2 separate regions of the Cricetulus griseus genome follow, and region 2 is linked to region 1. The links are chromatin contacts, called in public Hi-C maps. All regions are on one chromosome and are shown on one strand. Each heading gives the region's core, a stretch centred on a gene start, on an enhancer-like site or on the middle of the called end of the contact. The rest is flanking DNA. Distances are from core to core; before and after follow the strand shown.

Region 1 (4,851 bases), core at 1,219-3,718:
TCATTGGCAGCATGGTCTGCACTGCCAGATATGGCCCTAGGTGCCATCCCCAGTACTGAGAAAAGGCAGAGCCTCACAAGGATTAACTCCAAAGCCCGATGAAGTTTTCGTCTGTGAACTCAAATACACAACACAAATGTATCACATTTGTCTCAGGCCACACAGCTAAGTGGGTGCAGAGTCAAGACTTGAACTTGAGCCATGCTAGCCTGAAGCCTGCTCTCTTAACTACTGGGAACCTCTCAGTGCACACACCACACACAGGTCAAAGGTAGAGCAGCTGAAGAAGATAAAGGGGGTGCTTCCTGCCAGAATTCAGGAGCCTGGAGACAGGCCCATTTAGCAGGTAAGGTGCTCAGAGATGCTGCTGCTGAGGTAGCTAGCACTCATTGAGCACCAACTGATGCTCTAGCATACATAATCATAGCACCTTGAGAGAAGAGGTCATGTGCTTATTCCCACTTTACTTGTAAGGCACCGAGGCTTAGAACAGCTGGGAAACTTGCCCATGGTCTACACATGTCAATTAGTTGCTGGACTGTGAGTTTCAAGATGCCAAGGACTGTATCTGTTTTATCTAATGTTACACTTAAAAATTGACTTTAGATTTATTTTATGTGTGTTTTGCTTGTATGTATGTATGTGCACCATGTGTACACACAATGCCCACAAGAGGGCATTGTATACCCTGGGACTGGATGGTTATGAGTCACCATGTGGGTTCTAGAGGCCAAGCTGAGTGCAGCCTGGGTCCTCTGCAAGAGCAACAAGTACTCTTAACCCCTGAGCTATCTCTCTCCAGCCTCCTGACAAAGCTCTGTTATTGATCATTTTTGTTAGTGATTGTTGGGGTTTGGTTTGGTTTTATTGAGACTCGAATTCTCTTGGATTATGGTATGTACTGCGATGCCAGACTTCATTTGAGCTTTGATGCAGGAAGGATGAAAGCTGGTAGCAGTCCATTTAATCTGCTGTAATTCTGCCTTCCTCACTGGTTACTCTAATGACTAAGATAACTGGCCTAAACGTTGAACAGTTTGTGCCAAGAGGTCAGTCAGCACTCGACAGTCTTACGACTCTGTTACTATGATGCAGCTTCCCTATTCACATCTTTCGGTGCTGCTGTTTTTTCTCTGTCTCCTCCCAGGCTCAGAAGTACAGCTTGTAGAGTATGAGGCCTCAGCTGCTGGTCTCATCCGATCTTTCTGTGAGCGTTTTCCAGAAGATGGGCCTGAATTGGAGGAGGTCCTTACCCAGCTAGCCACAGCAGATGCCAGATTCTGGAGGGACCAGGTCAAGGAGGCCCCAGCTGGCCAGGCTTGAGAAGATTTCGTGATTCCTTTCCCCACTCCATAAACCTGTGTGTGTCATTAGGAGTGGGGGGTAGGGGTGGGCTCTGACTCTGGTGCTACCTCAACTGAGGGTGGTGATGCTAACCCTTCTATTTGTCAGCACTTTCTGGTTTACCAAGTACTTCCTCAGTTCCTTGGTCTGCGCTGCCATCTTTGGAGGGAGCTCCACAGGCTGCCTAGTCCAGTTTCCCACATGGGACAATGCAGTTCTGAGAAGTGACTGGTCTAAATCTGGTAGCTGGCATGTGACAGAGCCAGGGCTCAAAGCGTTCTCACCAAATCCAATGCTCTTCGTGTATTACTTTTATAACCAGAAAAATAAATACCACAAACAACCATCATTGCTATGTGTGAGATTCTTCCTCCCTGTGTTCAGAGCCTGGGGAGGGCACAGTACCGCACTTCTGGCTTCCAGTCCACAACAGGATTTTGCTATCGTCTCTAAAGGAAAGCACAGAGGCATAGTATGAGTTCTGCAGCTCTCCTTTGTGACATATTTTTTTTAAAGATTTTATTTATTTATTATGTTTACAACATTCTGCTTCCATTCTGCACATCAGAAGAGGGCACCAGATCTCATAACGGATGGTTGTGAGCCACCATGAGCAGTCGGTGCTCTTAACCTCTGAGCCATCTCTCCAGCCCCCATGACATATTTTTAATATTTTTTTTTCTGTGTATGTGTGCATTTTCTCACTGTGGGCTGGTCCCAGCAGAAGCTAGAAGATAGTATCATATCCCCTAGAACTAAACTTAAAGAATTGTGAGCTGCCATGGGCTGCTGAGAAGCAAACTGGGGTTCTCTGCAAGAGCAGCAAGCGTCTTGTACTTTAAACTTTCAGGAGCTTAAGAGCTAGTACCCATCAACTTGAGATCCTGCCCTTTAATCCTCGTGGTTTGGGTCTCAGAGCTTGGACCTCTACAGTCAGAAGAAAGGACATGACACTTTTCGACTGGGCTAACCATAAAAATTGAGGCAGTTCATTTTGATGATCTTAACCTCCAACAAGAGCTCCTCCCCAGCCCTCGAAGCCCAGGACCCTGTTATTGGTGCAGAAACCATAAGTCAAAATAATGTAAGAGGAAATGCTGGCAAGGAAACGGGCTGGTTCCAGCCGGGACAATTACATCCCCGGAACGTTTGTTTCTGTGCTTTCTGGTGTCCGGATTCTATTGGGCGTTGCGCTATAGCGGAGGTGGTTGCCAAGGCGACGCTAGGGAAGATGGCTGCGACGTCTTCAGCGGATTCCGACAGCGGGAGAACTGAGAGGTGAAGTCCCGGTTCCTTAGGGCTTCCTTTCCCTCAGATGAGTAGACCGCGCCTTGGTGCCGAGTCCCGGGCTCTTGCTTTCGGGCTGCGCTGAAAGTTCTGAAAGGGCCGTTTAGAAATCAGTAACGGAAACCAAAGGCCAAGAAGCGTCTGTGTTTGTGATTGGCTGATCACCCCGGGCGCCAATTGATCCCAGATTCTCCTTTCTCCGTGTTCTCAGGCTCGGGCATCATCTTACTCAGAACTTTCTTCCTTTCCCGTGAGACTCACTTTTTCCAACTATCCTCTCCTTTCCCTCACAGCAGCGAAGCCAATTCGAAATGGCTGGACGCGCACTACGACCCCATGGCCAACATCCATACCTTCTCCCCCTGCCTGGGTGAGTCCCCAGACCTGGGAAAGCCCGGATTCTAGGAGGATGGAAGGATCGGGTAATGGTGAAGCCTTTGGAGCTCCCACTTACGACCCTCTGTGTTTTCCAGCTCTGGCAGATTTGCATGGCGATGGGGAGTACAAGGTAGGCAATCAGAAAGTTGAGTGGGGAAAACTCAGAAGTGAGATTTGCAGAGAGGGGCAACATACTCTAGAACCCATTCGTACTGAAAAGGCACATTTAGTTGCAACTCCTTTATTTTTTTAATTTTTAAATTTATTTAACTTGTTTTTATGTGCATTGGTGTGAAGATATCAGATCCGCTGGAACTGGAGTTACAGACAGTTTTGAGCTGCCATGTCGGTGCTGGGAATTGAACCTGGGTCTTCTAGAAGGGCAGCCAGTGCTCTCAACCGCTGAGCTATCTCTCCAGCCTCCAGAACTTCTTTCTTTCAATAATTTATTTATTTTTATTTTGTGTGCATTGGTTTTTTTTGTTTTGTTTTGTTTTGCATGTATGTCTTATGAGGGTGTCGGATCCTTTAGAACTGGAGTTACAGACAGTTGTGAACTGCCATGTTGGTTGCGGGGAATTGTCCAGGGTCCTCTGGAAGGGCAGCCAGTCCTCTTAACCACTATTTTATTTAGATAGTAAACATTAATTTTATAACATGATCTGTAGAAATAAAGCAGAAAAAAGTTGTAGATTTATAATGGTCAGATATATAATTCTCTAAAAATTAATTTGGGGGTGGGAGTAGTGATGCATGTCTTAATTACAGCATTTGGAGAATAGAGACAGATAGCGATCTCTGTGAGTTTGAGGCTGGCCTGACAAGTTTGAGCCCAGGCAGAACTACATAGTGAGACCTTGCCTCAAAACAAACAAACAAAAACCCACAAAAAACCAATCCCCATCCCAAAACAAAATTAGCAACAAAGTTAAAAATGAGATTTTATTTATTTAGTGGGGAGGTCAGGTGACAACTGTTGAGAGTCAGTTCTCTTCCGTGCAGGTTTCAGTGACTGAACTCCAGTCGTCAGGTATGGTGGCGAGCACCTTTGCCCACTGCAAACCCCAATTCTTTATGTCTAGTTGTTGTTCCTTAATTTTTTAGTTTATCATTCAAAATAATGGGCTTAAAAATGAGAAGTGATTCACAAAACTGGTTTGTTTGTTCTTTGTTGTTATTGTTTTAAGATAAAGTCAATGTAATAGTCTTGGCTGTCTTGGAACTCACTATGTACACCAGGTTCCAGTGCTAGGATTAAAGGCATGTGCCACCGTGCCCACTTTCTATGTGTCATCTTTGAGTAGACACTATGCTAATAATCTTCTCTGTATCATACAAGGTTTAGCCTATGCGCTGCTAAAGTGAGCACACAGCCTTTTAGTTTAGGTACTGTGACATGATTCTTCGGTGCAAGGGAAAATACCTTGTTTGGGAATGGGCATTAAAGTCTCATTTGGTAAAGGTACTTGCTGCTAAAAGGAGAGAACCAACTCCCTAAAGTTGTTCTCTGATCTCTACATAAGTGCTCTGGCATGGATGTGCCCCCCCACACAAAAAGAATATAAAGGGAGACAAAACTCAGGGAAGTGAGCTTATTTCTGTTTCTCAAGAGGGCATAGATTATCAAGAGGCTATGATTGTTGACACCGATAATGTTTTTATAGGGTCCATAATATTTTTCTCTCTACTTTTCTTTATAAGTAGAAATTTTCCTTAGTAAAAACTTGATTTCTGGCCGGGCTTTGGTGGCGCACGCCTTTAATGCCAGCACTCAGGAGGCAGAGGTAGGCGGATCTCTGTGAGTTCAAGACCAGTCTGGACTACAGAGGGAGTTCCAGGACA
Region 2 (4,851 bases), core at 1,567-4,066, 280 kb after region 1:
ACCTGCAGAACACCCCCATCACACTAAAAACAAGCCCTATACGCACTGAACTGCATTGAACCCAGCTTCTCTCTTTTAAGCCTCACCCCTCACTTTCTCCTATTTTTTTTTTTTTCTTTTTTGGTTTTTCGAGACAGGGTTTCTCTGTGTAGCTTTGGAGCCTATCTAGGCACTCCCTCTGGAGATCAGGCTGGCCTCGAACTCACAGAGATCCACCTGCTTCTGCCTCCCGAGATTAAAGGCGTGCGCCACCAACGCCCTGCCACACTTTCTCCTATTCTTGTTTTACCTTTCACTTCCCCCATGGTATTCTTTGAAGAAGAGTTTGCAGGTGGGAGTTTTGCTGTTGCTTTTGAGGCAGGGTCTCACTGTGTATCAGAGACCTTTATATACAGCCTTAATCTTATGTAGCTGAGGATGATCTTGAACTCACTGTGCCACCATCTCCTGAGTGCTGGGTTTACATGTGTGTGCTACTATGCTGTTCTATGTAGTGCTAGGGTTGTATATGGAGCTTTCATGTACTTTTTGAGCTATGCAAGTAGTCATTTTTCATTTTTTTTTGGTTTTTCGAGACAGGGTTTCTCTATGTAGCTTTGGAGCCTATCCTGGCACTGGCTCTGTAGACCAGGCTGACCTCGAATTCACAGAGATCCGCCTGCCTCTGCCTCTGCCTCCCAAGTGCTGTGACCGATGCCCAGCCATTTTTCATCTTTTTAAAGATTTCTTTTTAATTATGTACACATACACACATATGGAGAGACAGATGATCAGACATTCAAGGTCAGTCCTGGGATATATGAGTCCCTGTTCCTCCCCTCCCCCAAAATATTTATTTTAAATAGTCATGGCTAGGCATTATGATGTACGCTTTTAATCGCAGCAATCAGGAGGCAAAGGCAAAGGCAGGAGGATCTCTGTGAGTTTGAGCCTAGTCTGGTCTGCCTATCAAGTTCCAGACAGCCAGGACTACATAAAGAAGGGCTGGAGAAAGGGCTGTGTTAAGAGGGACCATGCTGCTCCTGCAGCAGACCCAAGTTTGGGTCCTAGAGTTCACATCAGGCAGCTCTCGTCTCACTAAGGCTCATTCAGACTTCTGCAAAACTCACTTGGAATTTCTGTTAAAGCACCCGGTTCCACAGAAGAGGCATTCCACCCAGAGCACGGAAAACTGGCATGAGAATATCGGTCCGGAGTCCCTTGGAGGTAAGGCTCCAGGTTTATGGGTAAACCCTGGGCTTAAAGCCGAGAAATAAAAACCACGGCTTGGATTGATCCAACTATTGCACTGCACTTCGGCTATGCTGCCACCTGCTGGGATTGGTTGGCTCTCACAGCGACTGTGGGTCTTGAGCAGGAGCAGCAGCATTCGTTCCTACTTTAAAGTTAGGAGGACTAGCAATCGGTGCATTGTACTTATTAGTGTGCGCATTAAGTTTTCTAAGGAAAAGTGCTTTTGTGGCTGACATTCCCAGGGAGCTGCTCAGGAGGAATGTGCTAAGGCAAAGACGCTGTAAATTTGCACCTAAGGGGTGGGTGGGGGCGGGGGCGGGGCGTGCAGCTCAGTGGCAGAGTGTTTGTTGTCTAGACCCTGAGTTTGATTCCACAAGTGAACCTGTTACAGACAAGCTAACAGTAGTTCTCAACCTTCCTAACGTTAAAATGCAACCCTTATGTTGTGGTGCCCCCCACACACACACCGTAAAATTATTTTCGTTGCTACTCCATAACCGTAATTTTGCTATTGTTATGAATCAATTAAGTATCTGATATGCAACCCCTGTGACAGACAGGGCTTCGACCCAAAGGGGTCTCGAGCCACACAAGTCGAGAATCACTGGGCTCGTGTCTGTAATCCCAGCGTTTGGGAGACAGAAGCAGGATGATCAGTTTAAGGCCAGCCTTACACGAGAGCCTGTTTAAATATCAACAACAAGAAGCTGTCACTGTAGTAACTGCCTAAACACCAGAGAGACTGAGATGCTTTCTGCCCGAAGCAATCGGAGCTTGAAATTCATATTACTCAATCTGAGCGGATAGTAACAGATGCCCCTAATCAAGGTCCAGCTAAAAGGGGAAGGAACGCTACGGAAGGCCAGGCGCTGAAAAGGATTTCAGCTGGAAGGATAGAGTGGGAGAGTTCATTAAGAATACCCCCTCGCTCACCCCCCACGCCCCATCCCCGCCTCAAGACTCCAGCGCCAGCACAAGGCTGCGGGAGCGAGGTGAAGTGAACCTGTCTTCTCCTAGAGACCGGCGGGCAAGCTGAAAACAAGAGGCTCAAGAGAAGAAGCCCCAGCCAGGGCAGGGAAGAATCGCCAGCTCTGTGCCCCGCCGAGGACCCGAGCCCTCCAGAGTCCGCCACGCGCCACCAGGAGCCCGCCGTGGCCTCCCCCATTGCCGGAGGACCACAAGCCCCAGCAGCCCGCGGCAGGGCCCCGGCGCCCGACGCAGCGAGCGCTGCGGGCGGCCTGGAGGTACCGTGGCGGGCGCAGGAGGGACAGGCGGCTGCGGGCCTGGGCGGCTGCGGGCCTGGGCGGCTGCGGCTGGGTCCTCACCACCGTCTCCTCTACTCCCGCAGGACCTGTGGCTGCAAGAGGTCTCCAATCTGTCCGAGTGGCTGAGTCCGGGGCGCAGGCTCTAAGTGCCCCCTGCTGAGAATCCCATCGGGCCAAACATGCCCCGGGCACGCGTGTCCCGCGCTCTAGGGTTCAATAAAGCGGCTGCCAGCAAGACGCGTCGACTACAGTTCAAGGGGAGGGGCGCCCCGGGGGAGCCGGCGCTCGCGCCGCCACCTGACGTCATCCACGTAGTTGCGTCACTGCTGCGCGCCGCGGGTCCGGGCGTGATGGCGGCGCTGGGCGGGGACGGGCTGCGTCTACTGTCGGTGTCGCGGCCGGAGCGGCAGCCCGAGTCAGCCGCGCTGAGCGGCCCGGGCCCGGGGCTGTGCTGCTGGGTGTCCGTGTTCTCCTGCTTCAGTCTCGCCTGCTCCTATGTGGGCAGCCTCTACGTGTGGAAGAGCGAGCTGCCCAGGTGTGGGGGCTGCGCGCGCGGCCGGGATCCGCGCCCCCGCGAGGCGGGGCAGGGGCGGAGCTTGGGCCGACGGGGGTGGGGCCGCGGCGGCCAGCGGCTGCTGCAGGCCCGCTCAACCTACGGCTCCCTTCCTAGGGACCACCCTGCTGTCATCAAGCGGCGTTTCACCAGCGTCCTGGTGGTCTCCAGCCTGTCCCCTCTCTGCGTGCTGCTCTGGAGGGAACTCACTGGCATCCAGGTGCGAAGGCGGCGGGGCGCGGGCAACCAGGGAAAGGATCCCAGGTTTTGTTGTGGGAGGGAACATCACTGATGCCCCCTTTCCTGTGGCTCAGCCAGGCACATCACTGCTCACCCTGATGGGCTTCAGGCTGGAGGGCATTTTCCCAGCAGCTCTGCTGCCCCTGCTGCTAACTATGGTGAGTCCTGCTTCCTTTTTCCTACTCTGTTGTCACTAGTGTAATGAAATGCCCCGTGTCCAGCCTGCCTTTGGCAGATGACAGACAGAAACTATGATGTGGCCCTTGAGCCCCCAGGTGTGTATTGCTGGGAAACCCTAGAACTCGGGAAGCCTGAGGTCTCATGACACTGACCAAGGGCACTGGATTGTGGTGGGGCTTTCATTTGATCTGGTTTTTTTTTTTTTTGCCCCCAGATCCTATTCCTGGGTCCACTGATGCAGCTCTCTATGGATTGCCCGTGTGACCTGACAGATGGGCTGAAGGTTGTCCTGGGTGAGTCTTCAAGACTGAGGAAAAGGTAGGCACAGGCAGTCCAGGACACTGGGGAGAGGAGTCAGTGAGATGTGATCTGGACTGAAGAGGTGAGATGTCACCTCTCTGGGTGTGTTTCTTCATCAGTAAAAGGCATCATACTGCTGGGTACCTTGTAAATTCCTGGTACTCGAGGAGGCCTTTCAGGACCCAAAACAGTACTTGATATGGGTCAGACAGCATCTTCCCTTGTTCTTCCATCCTTTGGCTTCCCCAAATACTGGCCTTGATTGAATTTTGGTATCAGAATTTACTATGACTCCCTCGTATACTGTTGCCTTACCTTACTGTTGTCAATTATATCTCAAGATATTGAAATTAGGTCTTATAAAGTTTGTTCCCTTCCCCATTCTGATTCTCAGGATTCCTGACCTGAGTTTGGCCAGAATAAATCTGTGGGAGAGGGCCCCTGAGAGGAGTGAGTATTTTTAGTAACTTGGCACTCATTACTTATCCTGAATATTTACCCTAGCCCCTCGTTCTTGGGCCCGCTGCCTCACAGACATGCGCTGGCTACGAAACCAAGTTATTGCACCCTTGACAGAGGAGCTGGTGTTCCGGGCTTGTATGCTGCCCATGTTAGCACCATGCACAGGTCTGGGCCCTGCTGTGTTCACCTGCCCACTCTTTTTTGGAGTTGGTGAGTCTAACTGGTCCAGCAAAGATGTTCCCAGCATGAGGGCTGAAAATGAGGGCTTGGGGTGAGGGGAGAGCTGGACGTCAGGCCAGAGAGACACGATGTTGTTTGTACCTCTTCCTTCCAGCCCACTTTCATCACATTATTGAGCAGCTACGTTTCCGCCAAAGCAGCGTGGGAAATATCTTCTTGTCTGCAGGTGAGCCTGGGGAGCTTGCCTGGGACAGGTGAGGGTTGGGGTGTTATGATATCCCTGACAGCCACTGTACAGAAAGGACTGGAAATACAGGGCTATAAATATTGCATGGGGACCACTGATCTTGGGAGGTAGGGTACAGAGAACAGCCACAGATGGTGGGCAGGCAGCCACTGCCAAGAGGAAAGGGTGGTCTCTGGTGTGCAGTACTGGGG

What was found. A called contact is a pair of places that touch in the nucleus more often than the background predicts.
Region 2: a Hi-C map of the CHO-K1 cell line shows a contact between it and region 1, with 5 times the contacts expected there. The contact joins the promoter of Rce1 here to the promoter of Bbs1 in region 1. A contact is called at or near these places in 3 of 8 Hi-C or Micro-C datasets (the CHK-Q cell line and the CHO-K1 cell line).

What each region holds. Positions count from the first base shown.
Region 1 is chr3:54,378,079-54,382,929 of CriGri-PICRH-1.0, forward strand. It overlaps Bbs1 (Bardet-Biedl syndrome 1 protein), which reads left to right and starts at 2,469. Exons shown (of 17, transcript XM_027408654.2): 1 at 2,469-2,622; 2 at 2,925-3,001; 3 at 3,105-3,139. The coding sequence starts at 2,576. Dpp3 (dipeptidyl peptidase 3) reads left to right here. Exons shown (of 18, transcript XM_027408652.2): 18 at 1,148-1,693. The coding sequence ends at 1,323.
Region 2 is chr3:54,656,681-54,661,531 of CriGri-PICRH-1.0, forward strand. It overlaps Rce1 (CAAX prenyl protease 2), which reads left to right and starts at 2,817. Exons shown (of 8, transcript XM_035442046.1): 1 at 2,817-3,033; 2 at 3,169-3,271; 3 at 3,366-3,449; 4 at 3,686-3,764; 5 at 4,276-4,443; 6 at 4,568-4,639. The coding sequence starts at 2,849. It overlaps CUNH11orf80 (type 2 DNA topoisomerase 6 subunit B-like), which reads left to right. Exons shown (of 17, transcript XM_027408677.2): 16 at 1,128-1,206; 17 at 2,251-2,767. The coding sequence ends at 2,624.